Regions from separate parts of the Sus scrofa genome. Here regions 1 and 3 are each linked to region 2. Evidence: chromatin contacts called from public promoter capture Hi-C data. All regions are on one chromosome and are shown on one strand. Each heading gives the region's core, a stretch centred on a gene start, on an enhancer-like site or on the middle of the called end of the contact. The rest is flanking DNA. Distances are from core to core; before and after follow the strand shown. Region 1 holds the start of ST13 (hsc70-interacting protein). Region 2 holds the start of L3MBTL2 (lethal(3)malignant brain tumor-like protein 2). Region 3 holds the start of SLC25A17 (peroxisomal membrane protein PMP34).

Region 1 (4,404 bases), core at 665-3,164, 310 kb after region 2:
TAGTCAAAACATTTTCACTTTGAGAATGCACTGAATTTCCCAGAAGAGAAAGTTCCCTACGGTGCTCAATACACAGAAGGGCCTTTCTAACAAGGACAAGCAAGAGCACCACAGACATTCAAAGTTCTATTTATGACCACCAAAAGCCAGCGGAATTTTCTAAAACTTAATAAAATCCTAGAATAACATATTTACAACCCATTACTGCCTTGCTTGAGCCCCCATGTCACTTGAGTCAAGACACTATTATCATCCTTTGCTATATTCTTATTTATCCGTTGCTTTTCTAACATCTACCTGGACTGAGAGCAACTCTAGTGAAGTGGAGATTCATCCACAATGACGACTAAAAAGTTGTTAACTGAAGATACATTCTTTCTGGCTTACTAAAAAGTTCCAAAAGATGGAGTAGCTCAGCAGAAACGAATCTGACTAGCATCCATGGGGATGAAGGGTCAATCCCTGGCCTTGCTCAGTGGATTAGGGACCCAGCATTGCTGTGAGCTGTGGTGTAGGTCGCAGACGCAGATCAGATCCCGAGTTGCTGTGGCTGTGGCATAGGCCGGCAGCTGCAGCTCTGATTAGACCCCTAGCTTAGGAACTTCCATATGCCATGGGTGTGGCTCCAAAAAGACACCCCCCCCCAAAAAAAAGTTCCAAAAGGGCTCTACTAAGCCAGAGTAAGACCAAGTAGAGGTATAACAGCAAAAGGTCTAGATGGCAATCATACAACTAACATTCCTGACTTCTTACTTGTTACTGTGTTAGTTTCAGTTCCCCATCGGTAAAATGGTATTTGCTCTAACTTATTGGAATTGCAACGATCCAAGAGGATCATTCATCATTCACTCATTCAAAAAGCCTATCTATGTATATTATATTAACATTAAGAGGTGGTTAAAGTTATTTATACTGCTGAAGCAAAACGAAGCATTATGAATACTTTGGTGTGTACCAAATACAGTACCTTGCCCTAAACCTTGATTAATCACGTTTTACACAAAGCCTCAACAAATGCAAAAGTCACAAGTAAAGGCAAAGAACTTTAATTGTTCGTGACAGAGTACACCCTAAAAAAATGGCCCCCATATTCCCGGACTACTCCATCTGGCCTTAACAAGCAAGGCTTCCAGACATAAAAAGCCTCACGAGTATCTCTGACAGGGAACTACTCAAAAGAATTTGTATTAGCAAACATTCGTTTCTTGTCCATTCTGGAGCTGTTAAATCTTTGAAAACACGAAAATACAATCTTACGTTCACTTAATAGAAACGAGAGTCACTCGATGTGAGACACTTTGACACCTGAGCAAGTGTGATACCTGCTACAACTTCCATGAGTCCAAGTTACTGTGAAGACAGCCCCTGCGGGAAGACAGGGCACGCTTTTCTCTCTGCAATCATTTCAACCTCCCCGAATACCTCAACGGTAGAGCGAACACAAGGCCCACCCTTTTCCAGAAGCAGCAGGTAGAGAAGAAATCCCAGGAGCGCACAGAGGGTCTGGGAGTGGAGGCCCCAGCAGGAGAAGGGTCCGCCGAACCAGGAATCTCCCGAGATCGACGTGGTTCCCTCTGGTGCGCCTCAGGCTTCTCAGCGAGCAAGCCTTGGAGGGGACACTGTGGGAGGTGAGTCTAACCTGAGAGGCTGCGGGCGCTTGCTACGGCGGGAACAAGCTTAGTTGCTGAGAGCAACCAAGGCATGACTGCCACGCACACGGACCTGGGAGAAAAGGAAAAAAAAACAGCCGTAGAAGCGGCGCCCCGCAGGGCTGCGTCGCCAGGAAACCTCGGCCAAGCGCCCCTCCCCTTCCGGCCGGCGCCGCTCGCCGGGCTTTCCTCCCGCGGCGGCGCCCAATGTTGACGTCACGTGCGGAGCTGTGACCACTGCTCCGGCCGGAGAGCCCTTTGGGCGTCATGACGTCGTGTTACATTTAGTGGCCACACTCACAGAATGTCCTGTTCTAAATGGCTCCCTGCAGGGGCCGAGAGGTCCTGCCCTCCTTGAAAGCACGGCTGGGGACTTAACCATGCAGAGCTGTGGTTCTGAGTTAAGGCTGTAAGAATGCGTGCGTGCAAAGGCAGGCACCGCACGAACAGCCACACTTCTAGAATGTTCTAGCTAGTGCGCAGGGCAGAGGTAAAGGGAGCAGGAATGAACGGGCGAAGGACCCGGGGTCACGAGACCGTTGGGTGGGCGGAGCCAGCGGCCGGGGAGGTTCTAGTCTGTTCTGCCTCGCGGCAGCCGCCCCCTTTACGCCACGCTGAGCCAGCGCCCGGGCCTGGAATCGGGCCACAGCCACCGCCGAGCCCGCCGCCTCCCGCCGCGCCCGGACCATGGACCCCCGCAAAGTGAGCGAACTTCGAGCCTTCGTGAAAATGTGTAAGCAGGACCCGAGCGTTCTGCACACCGAGGAAATGCGCTTCCTGAGGGAGTGGGTGGAGAGGTGAGACCCGGGCCTGAGGACCGTTGGGGGTGGGAAGAGGGACGGCCGGAGGGGGAGCTAGGCGGGAGCTGGCGCGGGGCGGCGGAGCCTGGAGCTCGGTGGCGAGGCCAGTGGCGTCGCCTTCGCTTTGTGGCTCGCTCCGTGGCCGGGAAAGCTAGGCGCCCTCGAGGGTCCAGTGGGGGATCGGGGAGCTTAGGTAGTTGAGAGGCAGGGAAGGCAGAGGCCCAGCTGCGTTCCTTGCCCCCGGAGGCCGCCGGGGGTGTGTCTTGGGCGAGATGCAGGCGATTGCGGGGACTTGGACACGGAAGACGTGAGGGGGAGGGGCGCGAGCTGCGAGACTCGGCTTTCGCGTGGAGTTGTTTTTCTTGAAATCTGGTGTCCTGCTTAGGTCGCAGTGACACAAAACAACTCCCTTACGCACTGTGTCTTTAAAAGTGTTGTAAAAATGATACCTAGCTTTGATTACATTTACAACGACTTTAAGGGCGTAGAATCATTTTGGGAATCGCTTTTTATATCTGATTAGTGGCAGTACCATCACTTCAGGCACTTTAAGAAAAATGATTTTTCGAGGACCCGCGTGTTAACACGATCTGTTCTTGTTATCTTTAACTCCAGAGTACGTCGCTACGTGCATGGAATTAACTGAACAGGCGTTGTGCCAAATGCTAGCGAGGAAACAGTATAAGTACAATCTATTTAGGGATACAGATGAATAAATACAAAAATTCGTTTTGATATGTAGCGTGTAATAGAGATTAGTATTCTGCGTTTTGTGGAGGAATTTAAGGGAGAAAGGGAAATCTTTCCCGAAGTGATTTTTAAAATTCACTACTACGTGAGGAATTTTGAGAGGTGACATACTAGTTGCACCGCGCAGTGATAAATAGCGACATTGCAAAACAATGTGAGCCCTAAAAGGTACTACCCTAAATGATCTGTTTATTTTACTAATTTTTTTGCGCGGGACATTGAACCCATGTTTAGCAAATATTTGAAAGAATGGGTCTTCCAGTAAGCTTGTTCTAAGGAAGAAACTTAAGTTCAGATCAATCAGCTTTTGGTGGGATAATAATGTTTTTTCTCTAAGAAGTTTCTCAGTTCTCCTCCCTTCCCTACTGGTTTTTTAGCTACTCTAAATAAGATATTTCCTCATGTTATTTATGTAAAATTCTGAGACTACTTAAGGATTAGTTACTGTAGTGATTTAATTGCTAAGTTAGAATACCTTTTTGCCAATTTCTGCTTTTTAACAGAAAAAAAACCTGTAAGGTGCTGTTAGATTTTCAGGACTAGGAATTGAGGTTTAGATTTTTAGTTGTTCTCTCTTTTGTAAAACTTGATGATCCAGAAGCTTCGCTTAAGACATTTGTATGCTTTTGTTCTTTTATTATTTACTCATTAGAGGAAGTAGCTTACAGTTAATAAATTGTTTCTAAAATTCCAGGTAAAACGGACTTATACTACAGGAAGAAATAGCTGGCACCAGGGCTGAACATTGTACTGAGTGGGTACAATGTCTTGTTCCACTTACGTAGAAGTAGAGAGGGTACTGACAAAAATGTTAAAACATAGCTAAGAATAGTGTTGTAATTTGTGCTGGAGTGGCTATGTAGAGAATTCCAATGTAAAGTCTGGAAAATATTGTCAAGCCTTGCTTCAAAACAATTGCCGTATTTCTTACTTTAACGTTTCCCATAGGTGATTCTGGTTCTTCTTTTTGGTTCCACTCATTTTTTTTCTTTTGGTAGCCTAAATTGTTAGTTTGAGTATGGGATGAAGGATCTTGGCGTGTGTATGCACCTTACCCTCAGCTTGAAATTGAGATGTTACAAGTTGAGATATTACAAGTTGTTGTTTTTCTGTTTTAATCTAAACTTACATTTTTGTAGTCTCTGGGATGTATCAGTTCCTCTCTTTTCTGCTTTCTTACCGGACTTATACTACAGGAAGAAATA
Region 2 (4,199 bases), core at 1,291-3,790:
CCACAGCTTTGGACTCAACTCTGATCCTAACTATTCTCAGGCAAGTCATTTCACCTCTCTGGGTCTCTCAATTTTTTTTTTTTTTTTTTTTTTTTTTAGGGCCGCTCCTGGGGCATATGGAGGTTCCCAGCCTAGGGGTTGAATTGGAGCTGTAGCTACTGGCCCACACCACAGCCACAGCAACGCAGGATCTGAGCCACATCTTCGACCTACAGCTCATGGCAATGCCAGATCCTTAACCCACTGAGTGAGGACAGGGATCAAACCTGCGTCCTCATGGTTCATTGGCACTGAGCCCCGACGGCAACTCCTTTTTTTTTTTTAATGGCCATACCTGTGGCATATGGAAGTTTCCAGGATCAAGAATTGAATCTGAGCCGCAGCTGTGACTTAATGCTGCAAGCTGTGGCAACACCAGACCCTTTAACCCACTGCGCTGGGCCAGGCGTTAAACCCGAGCCTCTGCAACAACCTGAGCTGCTGCAGTCAGATTCTTTTTTTTTTTTTTTTTTTTTGTCTTTTCTAGGGCCGCTCCTGCGGCATATGGAGGTTCCAGGCTGGGGGTCTAATCAGAGCTGTAGCTGCCAGCCTAGACCAGAGCCACAGCAACTCGGGATCCGAGACGTGTCTGCAACCTACACCACAGCTCAGGGCAACGCCAGATCCTTAACCCACAAGCAAGGCCAGGGATGGAACCCGCAACCTCATGGTTCCTAGTCGGATTCATTAACCACTGAGCCACGACGGGAACTCCCTGCAGTCAGATTCTTAATCCACTTTGCCACAGTGGGGACACCTCAATTTTCTCATCTATAAAATAAGAAAAATATTTGGCTCACAGGAATGTAAATGAGATAATGTATATATAAATCTACCTGCCATGTAGTCGAAAAGGTGTGAGGAGTTTGGGCTCTAGGCCAGGGATCCAATACCATCCTTACTGCTTTCTAGCTGTATGGCCTGAAGCAGATCCAACTCAGTGCCTCGACTTCCTCATCTGTAAATGAGGGCAGTTCCACCTATTTCACAGACTTTGGGGGAGAAGTAAGGGTTAATATAGGTAAGACACTCAGAAAATTGACTTGCCCACAGCAAGTGCTCAATAAATGTTGGCAGTCATTACTGGTTAAAAGCATGGGTTCTCAAACCAGATTTGCCTGAGTTTGAATCCAAGTTCTCCCACTTATTATCACCTGTGGGATTCTGTGTTAAGATATTTAACCTACTGCTCTTAGTTTCTCCATCAGTACCAAGGATATAATAACAACACCTTCTATAGAGGACTGCTGTGAACACTGCTAAGATGCCTCAAGTCTAGCTGTTTCCAGCAGTTACTGAAAGTTCAAAACTGAGTTATAACTTTTATTCTCCACTTTATGGTTATTCTCCTTGACCCTTGTATTGTTTTTGAGCTCTTCCACTTTATATTTAAAACTACAGGAGTTCCCCTCCTGGCGCAGCGGAAACCAATCCGACCAGGAACCATGAGGTTGTGGGTTCGATCCCTGGCCTCCCTCAGAGGGTTAAGGATCTGGCGTTGTGGTGAGTTGTGGTGTAGGCCCCAGATTCAGCTCGGATTTGGCGTTGCTGTGGCTGTGGCTGTGGCATAGGCTGGCGGCTGTAGCTCCGATTCAACCCCTAGCCTGGAAACGGCCATATGTCGTGGGTTCAGCCCTCAAAAGCAACAAACAAACAAAAACAAAACAAAAACAAACCTACATATGCAAATATGCTAGAAAGGTCACCAAATTCAAATGTAAGGTGACCAGGAGCCAAATGATTACTGGATGAGTGGGTTACAGGTTGTGGTACAGTGGAAAAGATAAGACAGGTCGAGTTTTGGAACTTGGCAGACTTAGTGACTATCTACACTTTACAGCCCTGTGACTCTCCTGGGAAGGCTCATCACCTCTCTAAGCCTCAGCCACTCGAACCATGCAAACCAGACAATAACATAGGACTGCTGAGTATCGGAGAGATAATGCACGTGAACGCTCCAGGCACGGACTGTTTATTAAACTTTAATAAACGGACTGTTCATGAAACTTTAATCTTCCTTTACTTCCCATCGGAATGTGACAGGCCTCCCTCACGATCACGAAAGACCACCGCCACGAGACAAGGAGGAGGAAGACGATGCTGGAGCGCTCAGATCCTGAACCCCACTCCCCTTCCCCTAGGCCAGAGGGGCTGCTCCTCCCTCAACTCCTCGGCTCCAGCGGCGCGCGAGCAAAAAGCACGGCCAATCGCCTCCGGCCCGCTCAGCCTCACTACCTGTGTATCCATCCTCCCGCCCTCCACCCTCCAGGCGTCGCTCAAAGGCCTGAGGAAGGGTCCACCGAGTGAGGCTCCCGGGGTTCCCTTCCCCAGGCACGAGACGTCCGCTCCCTCTCACCTCGACGCCCCGGGGCTTCTCCATGAGACCTAACACCCTTTCTTCGACCGTCACCAGGTGCAGGAAGCCATATTGGCCTGGCCGCTCTTCCCGAGCGCACTCATTGGCCGCCTCTCAGAGCCTCGGGCCAATCAGGCTGCGGGAAAGAGGAAAAGCCGGTTCCGCGCTAGCCCCCGGCCCGCCTCTCTTGGAGGTGGGGAAGCAGCGGGCGCTTGTGGGACTTGTAGTTCCCTAGTGGGTGCGTGCTGAAGCGGGCGTTGCCACAACGAAGGGGAAAGCCCCCCGCCTTAGCCCTGCTGCGGCTTGCGGGGACTGTTACCCTTTATCCACGTAGAGCTGTTTACATCATTCTGACCCCATTCTTCATTAAACATCATTGACTACCTAAGATACGCACTGTTCAGGAGCTGGGAATAATTTCGCACTCTCCCTGATTAGAAATTTAGGGTGCTTAGAGTTCCTGTTGTAGCTCAGCTGGTTAGGAACCCAACTAGCATCAGTGACGATGCAGGTTCTATCCCTGGCCTGGCTCAGTGGTTTAAGGATCCTGCGTCGCTGTGAGCTGTGGTGTAGGTCACAGACGTGGCTTGGATCTGGGATGGCTTGGCCCAGCAGCTATAGCTCCGATTTGACCCCTAGCCTGGGAACTTCCATATGCCCCACCTGGGGCCCTGAAAAGAAAAAAGAAAAGAAGGAAGGAAAGAAAAAGAAAGAGAGAAAGAGAAAGAAAGGAGTTAAGTATACAGCAGTTATTTCTGCTGGGCTCTGGTTGCTGCTGTAGTGCTTGTCTGATCTCTGGCCCAGGAACTTCTTCATGCCACCGGTGAGGCCAAAAACAGAGAGAGAGAGAGAGAGAAGCAGCAAGGAGACAAGTTAGAAGGCACTTGTACTGATCCAGGGGAAGGATGATGGTGGCTTGAATCAGGCCAGACTTAGAAGGCTGGCAAAAAAGTAGAAGAATTTGAGAAATATATTGGAGGCAGTAATTAATTGTTTGGAGTAGGTTTGGAAGAGGGAGGAATCCAGAGTGACTCTGGGTAAAGGTGCCTGTCTACTCTGGATAGGTAGACAGTGGGACCATATTCTGTAGTGGTTAGAAACTGTACAAGGAATGAATGAGTTTGGAGTTAAGAATTCTTGGAGTTCCCTTTGTGCCTCAGTGGTTAACGAATCTGACTAGGAACCTTGAGGCTGTGGGTTCGATCCGTGGCCTCACTCAGTGGGTTAAGGATCTGGTGTTGCCGTGAGCTGTGGTGTAGGTCAAAGACACAGCTCAGATCTGGCATTGCTGTGGCTGTGGCGTAGGCCTGCGGCTACAGTTCTGATGAGACCCCTAGCCTGGGAACCTCCATAGGCTGTGGGTGTGGCCCTAAAAAGACAAAAAACCAAAAAAAAAAAAGAAAAGAAAAGAATTCTGCTTGACTTAGCTCCCTAGCAAGCTAAGGATCTGGTGTTGTCACAGCTGTGGCTCAGGTCACTGCTGTGGCGTGGCTTTGATCCCTAGCTCAGGAACTTTCACATGCCATGAGCATGATGCAGCCCAAAATAAAATAAAAGAATAAAATTCTGTTTGGTCTGAGATGTCCCCAAGAGGGCAAGAAGGCAGTTGGAGCTCATCAGAGAGCCCTGAACTAGAGATATAAATTCCACAATTTTGGACAACCTCTCCTTAAAATAGAATGAGAGTCTCTAAATCCAGCTCTTTCTGATACACTATTTTTCATCACAATGCACATATGATCAACAGCAGAAGAAAGTTGAAACCTAAGCTTTCCAGCTTCCTGCCTTTGCAACAAAAGAAACA
Region 3 (4,376 bases), core at 1,725-4,224, 350 kb after region 2:
GACCATAAATATGCCAGTGTAGAAACTATGTACATGAAATGTAAGGTTCTGGCTAAGTTACTTTTATTTTGTAGTGACAGTGTAGATGTGAACAAAATGACAGTAAATTTTTTGAAGTTCCTGCAGTGGCACAATGGCTTAAGAATCCGAATGCAGTGGCTTGGATAGCTGAGGAAGTGCAGGTTCAATCCCTAGCCCAGGTGCAGTGGGGTAAAGGATTCGGCGTTGCTGCCGCGTCAGATTCAGTCCTTGGCTTGGGAATTTCCATGTGCCCCAGGTGCAGCCATAAAATTAAAAAAAAAAATTTATAAGTACTGTTTTTGCAGTGTGGAACTTCATGCTGATGTGATTCAGGAAGGTCTCTGAGAAAAAAATAGTAAATAGGAATACTGAGATGTGAAAGTGAATTTTAAGAGCAAGCAAAAAAGTTACGATTTTTAGAAATTGAAAATAGCTCTGTAAGAAATGCAAATCAAAACTACCATGAGATATCACCTCACACCAGTCCGAATGGCCATCATTAATAAATCCACAAATAACAAGTGCTGGAGGGGCTGTGGAGAAAAGGGAACCCTCCTGCACTGTTGGTGGGAATGTAAACTGGTACAGCCACTATGGAGAACAGTTTGGAGATACCTTAGAAATCTATACATAGAACTTCCATATGACCCCGCAATCCCACTCTTGGGCATCTATCCGGACAAAACTCTACTTAAAAGAGACACATGCACCCGCATGTTCATTGCAGCACTATTCACAATAGCCAGGACATGGAAACAACCCAAATGTCCATCGACAGATGATTGGATTCGGAAGATGTGGTATATGTACACAATGGAATACTACTCAGCCATAAAAAAGAATGACATAATGCCATTTGCAGCAACATGGATGGAACCAGAGAATCTCATACTGAGTGAAGTGAGCCAGAAAGACAAAGACAAATACCATATGATTTCACTTATAACTGGAATCTAATATCCAGCACAAATGAACATCTCCTTAGAAAAGAAAATCATATAGACTTGGAGAAGAGACTTGTGGCTGCCTGATGGGAGGGGGAGGGAGTGGGAGGGATCGGGAGCTTGGGCTTATCAGACACAACTTAGAATAGATTTACAAGGAGATCCTGCTGAATAGCATTGAGAACTTTGTCTAGATACTCATGTTGCAACAGAAGAAAGGGTGGGGGAAAAATATAATTGTAATGTATACATGTAAGGATAACCTGACCCCCTTGCTGTACAGTGGGAAAATTAAAAAAAAAAAAAATAAAATAGCTCTGTAGAGGTAGTTCTGTTTAATAGATAATGTATGTACATAAGTGCTTGCACTGTTTATATGACTTGTAGAGTAGAAAGGTAATTCTGTCTTGATTGAGATATTTTTTGATAGCTGGGATGCAAAAGATTTCACACAGATGAACATGCTGTCTGCTCTAGGTCATACCCTACAAATAGAATTATGAGAAATTACACTGTGGGAGTTCCCACTGTGGCTCAGCTCAGTGTTTTTCAGTGTTAGAAACCCAACATAGCCTCCGAGAGGATCTGGGTTGGCTCCCTAGCCTCCCTCTGTGGGTTAAGGATCCATTGTTGCCACAAGCTGTGGAGTAGGTAGCAGAAGTGGCTCGGCTCCAGTGTTGAGGTGACTGTGGCCTAGGCCACAGCTGCAGCTCCTATTAGACCCCTGGCCTGGGAATGTCCACATACCACAGGTGCGATAGTAAAGAAAAAATATTAATCGTGTTCAATTACCATCATAAAGACAGTATATTTATAAATCTGCATGCTACATAATCCGGTTTGTTCTTGAGAGAGCTTTCAATTTAATTAGGAGTTCATGAGAACTGAGTTCTCAAATTTTCAGCAGACAAGCTTCTATGTTCTAGTGCCAGAATCCTATCTTCATTTGACTTTCACTGCGCCTTCCTGTCATGACTCTAGAGGGTGGTAGAAATGATTCCTACAACAGGACATCTAGCGGCAACTTAAATTAGTACATACAAATAAGCACTTCTAAATACGTGTCCCCAGCTCGTCTTTGACTTAGCTGTGGTCACCACCCTAAATGAAAGGGAGTTTAAAGGGAAAGGGATCCTAACCAGTGGTGGTTAAAATATTTTCTGCAAATTTTGTGAAAACACAAGCAGGTGAACATCTTTAGGGCCCTCTGCTGGGAGTAAATGTAAAGGGCAGAAAACATTGAGGCTGGCTGTAGTAAGTACTCGAGGATTATCAGCAAGGATTATAAAAGTAAACTAACCGGTCCTGAAGCTGGCAGAGACGCTGAACTATGGTGCCCAAGTGAAGAAGTAAGGTTGAAGTTCTAAAGCATGGTGTATTATGCTATGATGTCGGTGAGGGGTGGTAGCGTGTGGTTTTCTAGTTCTGTGTAGTTTGGTTTTTCACTTTTCAACACAAAAGAAGTTTTTTCTTCTGCATTTTATAAAGTATATCTACATAATTTGTAATCCTCACAGCAGGTAGAGTCGATTTTAATTATCATTTCACAAAGGAAACCAAAAGGTTAAATGATCTTCCTAGCTGCTAACTAGTTTGTTCCCATCTCTTTATGATTATCTGATTCCCTGAAGCTCAAGTTCTCTTCCTACCAGGAGGTAGACCTGCCCAAGCAATACTTACTTCCGCTTGACCAAAATGTGACTAAAAACACTAGTGAGAAGAAAACAGGAAAATGAATCCCCCATCTTTCTTGTCTCCAGCTTGTCTTACGGACAGAAGTGGAGAAAAAGGAGGCTGCGTAGGTTTTCTGTCGCCCCCTGTGTTGGAGTTGACGTGAAGCACGACTGGCCAAGCCCTGGGAACTCCAGGGAACCACAGGGGTGGTGGGGCCAGCACGCACTGCCCCGCCCGGCGCAAGCCTCGGGGGCCAATCAGAACCAAGGGGCGTCCTCAGGCCCGCCTTCCCTTCCCTCCAGCCTCTGGCCGGGAGACTGGGCGCCCTGTGACCCGGAAGGAGTTGTTTTGGAGGAGGCGGGCTTGAGAGGGTGGAGTTTCTGACGCTACCTCTCGGGGCTCCAGTGCTTCTTTCCTCTCTCGACTGGCTGTGGCTCCTGCTGGAGAACTGTGACCAGGTCTGCGGGAACCGCACCTATGGCTTCCGTGCTGTCCTACGAAAACCTGGTCCACGCCGTGGCAGGAGCCGTGGTGAGGCGGGGTCTTCACGTCCGGGCCATTGCGGGTGTGGGGCTTCTCTGGGGCCGGACCGGGATGTGACTGGGGGATGGGGATGAGAAGGAGTTCGTGTGGAGTCTCTTGGCCTGACTGGGGCGAAGAGGAATGGGGCTTAGGTGAAGTGTTGCTAGAAGCATTTGGGGTGAAGGCCGACACTTACCCTCCGCCTCTGGCTACCGCTCTGGCCAGTTAGAGAATATCTGGGATGTAGGCAGCGGTGGTCCCACACACCCTCGGGGAGAAAGTAATTGCAGTTTTCTTTGACTTCGGAAATATAAAGGGCAGTCATTCCCCCTCTCCCTCCCCCACTCCACACACAGACTTTGTCTCACTGGGCCAGAGGCGAGCCTTGGTGTAAAGCTGTGTTGCTTAATCACATGCTTAATTACACATCTTGCTGCAGGCAAGTGGTAGAACCTAGTCGGGGTACCTCTTGTTCTTGGCAGAAGAAAAATACCTCTTTTTGTTTTGTTTTGTTTTAATTAAATCAAGATCAAAGTTCCCCTCTACCCAGGTGTGGTTTACTCTGAGGAATATGCTTGGTTCTTGGGCTTCTGTATGTCTCGCTTCCATTTGACACCACTCCCTTTTCCTAGGAACTTTACACTCTGGGTTTGGGTAATTTCCCCTCCTGGTTCTTATCCTGTTTCTCTGACTGCCTTTCCTTACATCCCTCTCTAGCTGTCGACGTGCACCTGGACTCATTGGGACTTCAGAAGAACATTACTGAGTCCTCTCCTAGTCCCCCCAAACTGCACTGTGAGCTCAGGATTCTGTGCATAATAATGGGAATTGAACCGCAACTCCATCATGTGTTGGATAGGTGGTCTTTAAATGTCACTTTCCGAATCTGTAAAGGGGGGGTATTGACACCTACTTCACAGAGTTGTTAACGTGATTTAGGTGACACAGTAGTTCATGGAAGTGTCTGATTTGGAAGTCTTGGTTCATTCAATTAGACTAGAAGAGCTTTCCAGCCAGTGTAAAGTCTTGCTCTGCAGTGGAGGCTTGCTTGACCTGCTCTAGGATGGGCGTGGAGACCTCTGTGTCTGGAATGGAGACAACAAAGATGCAAGTGGGTTTCAGGGGACCAAGTGGTGTGAGACTTTTCACTCTGAGTGTGAAATACAGACAGCTAGCCAACTGTTGCGTTTTTGAGCATGCAGCAGCTTGCTGGTT

What was found. Promoter capture Hi-C pulls out the DNA fragments that hold promoters and counts their contacts.
Region 1: a contact with region 2 is called in a promoter capture Hi-C map of fetal liver, with 4 times the contacts expected there. The contact joins the promoter of ST13 here to the promoter of L3MBTL2 in region 2. A contact is called at or near these places in 1 of 5 promoter capture datasets (fetal liver) and 2 of 2 datasets of contacts at active chromatin or transcription factors (alveolar macrophages and skeletal muscle).
Region 3: a promoter capture Hi-C map of fetal liver shows a contact between it and region 2, with 2.8 times the contacts expected there. The contact joins the promoter of SLC25A17 here to the promoter of L3MBTL2 in region 2. A contact is called at or near these places in 1 of 5 promoter capture datasets (fetal liver) and 1 of 2 datasets of contacts at active chromatin or transcription factors (alveolar macrophages).

Annotation. Positions count from the first base shown.
Region 1 is chr5:7,581,160-7,585,563 of Sscrofa11.1, forward strand. It overlaps ST13 (hsc70-interacting protein), which reads left to right and starts at 1,915. Exons shown (of 12, transcript XM_003481531.4): 1 at 1,915-2,446. The coding sequence starts at 2,337. It overlaps XPNPEP3 (probable Xaa-Pro aminopeptidase 3), which reads right to left and starts at 1,822. Exons shown (of 8, transcript XM_021091468.1): 1 at 1,640-1,822. The coding sequence starts at 1,703.
Region 2 is chr5:7,275,093-7,279,291 of Sscrofa11.1, forward strand. L3MBTL2 (lethal(3)malignant brain tumor-like protein 2) reads right to left here and starts at 2,541. Exons shown (of 17, transcript XM_021091462.1): 1 at 2,396-2,541. The coding sequence starts at 2,419.
Region 3 is chr5:7,619,664-7,624,039 of Sscrofa11.1, forward strand. It overlaps SLC25A17 (peroxisomal membrane protein PMP34), which reads left to right and starts at 2,975. Exons shown (of 9, transcript XM_003126004.4): 1 at 2,975-3,170. The coding sequence starts at 3,117.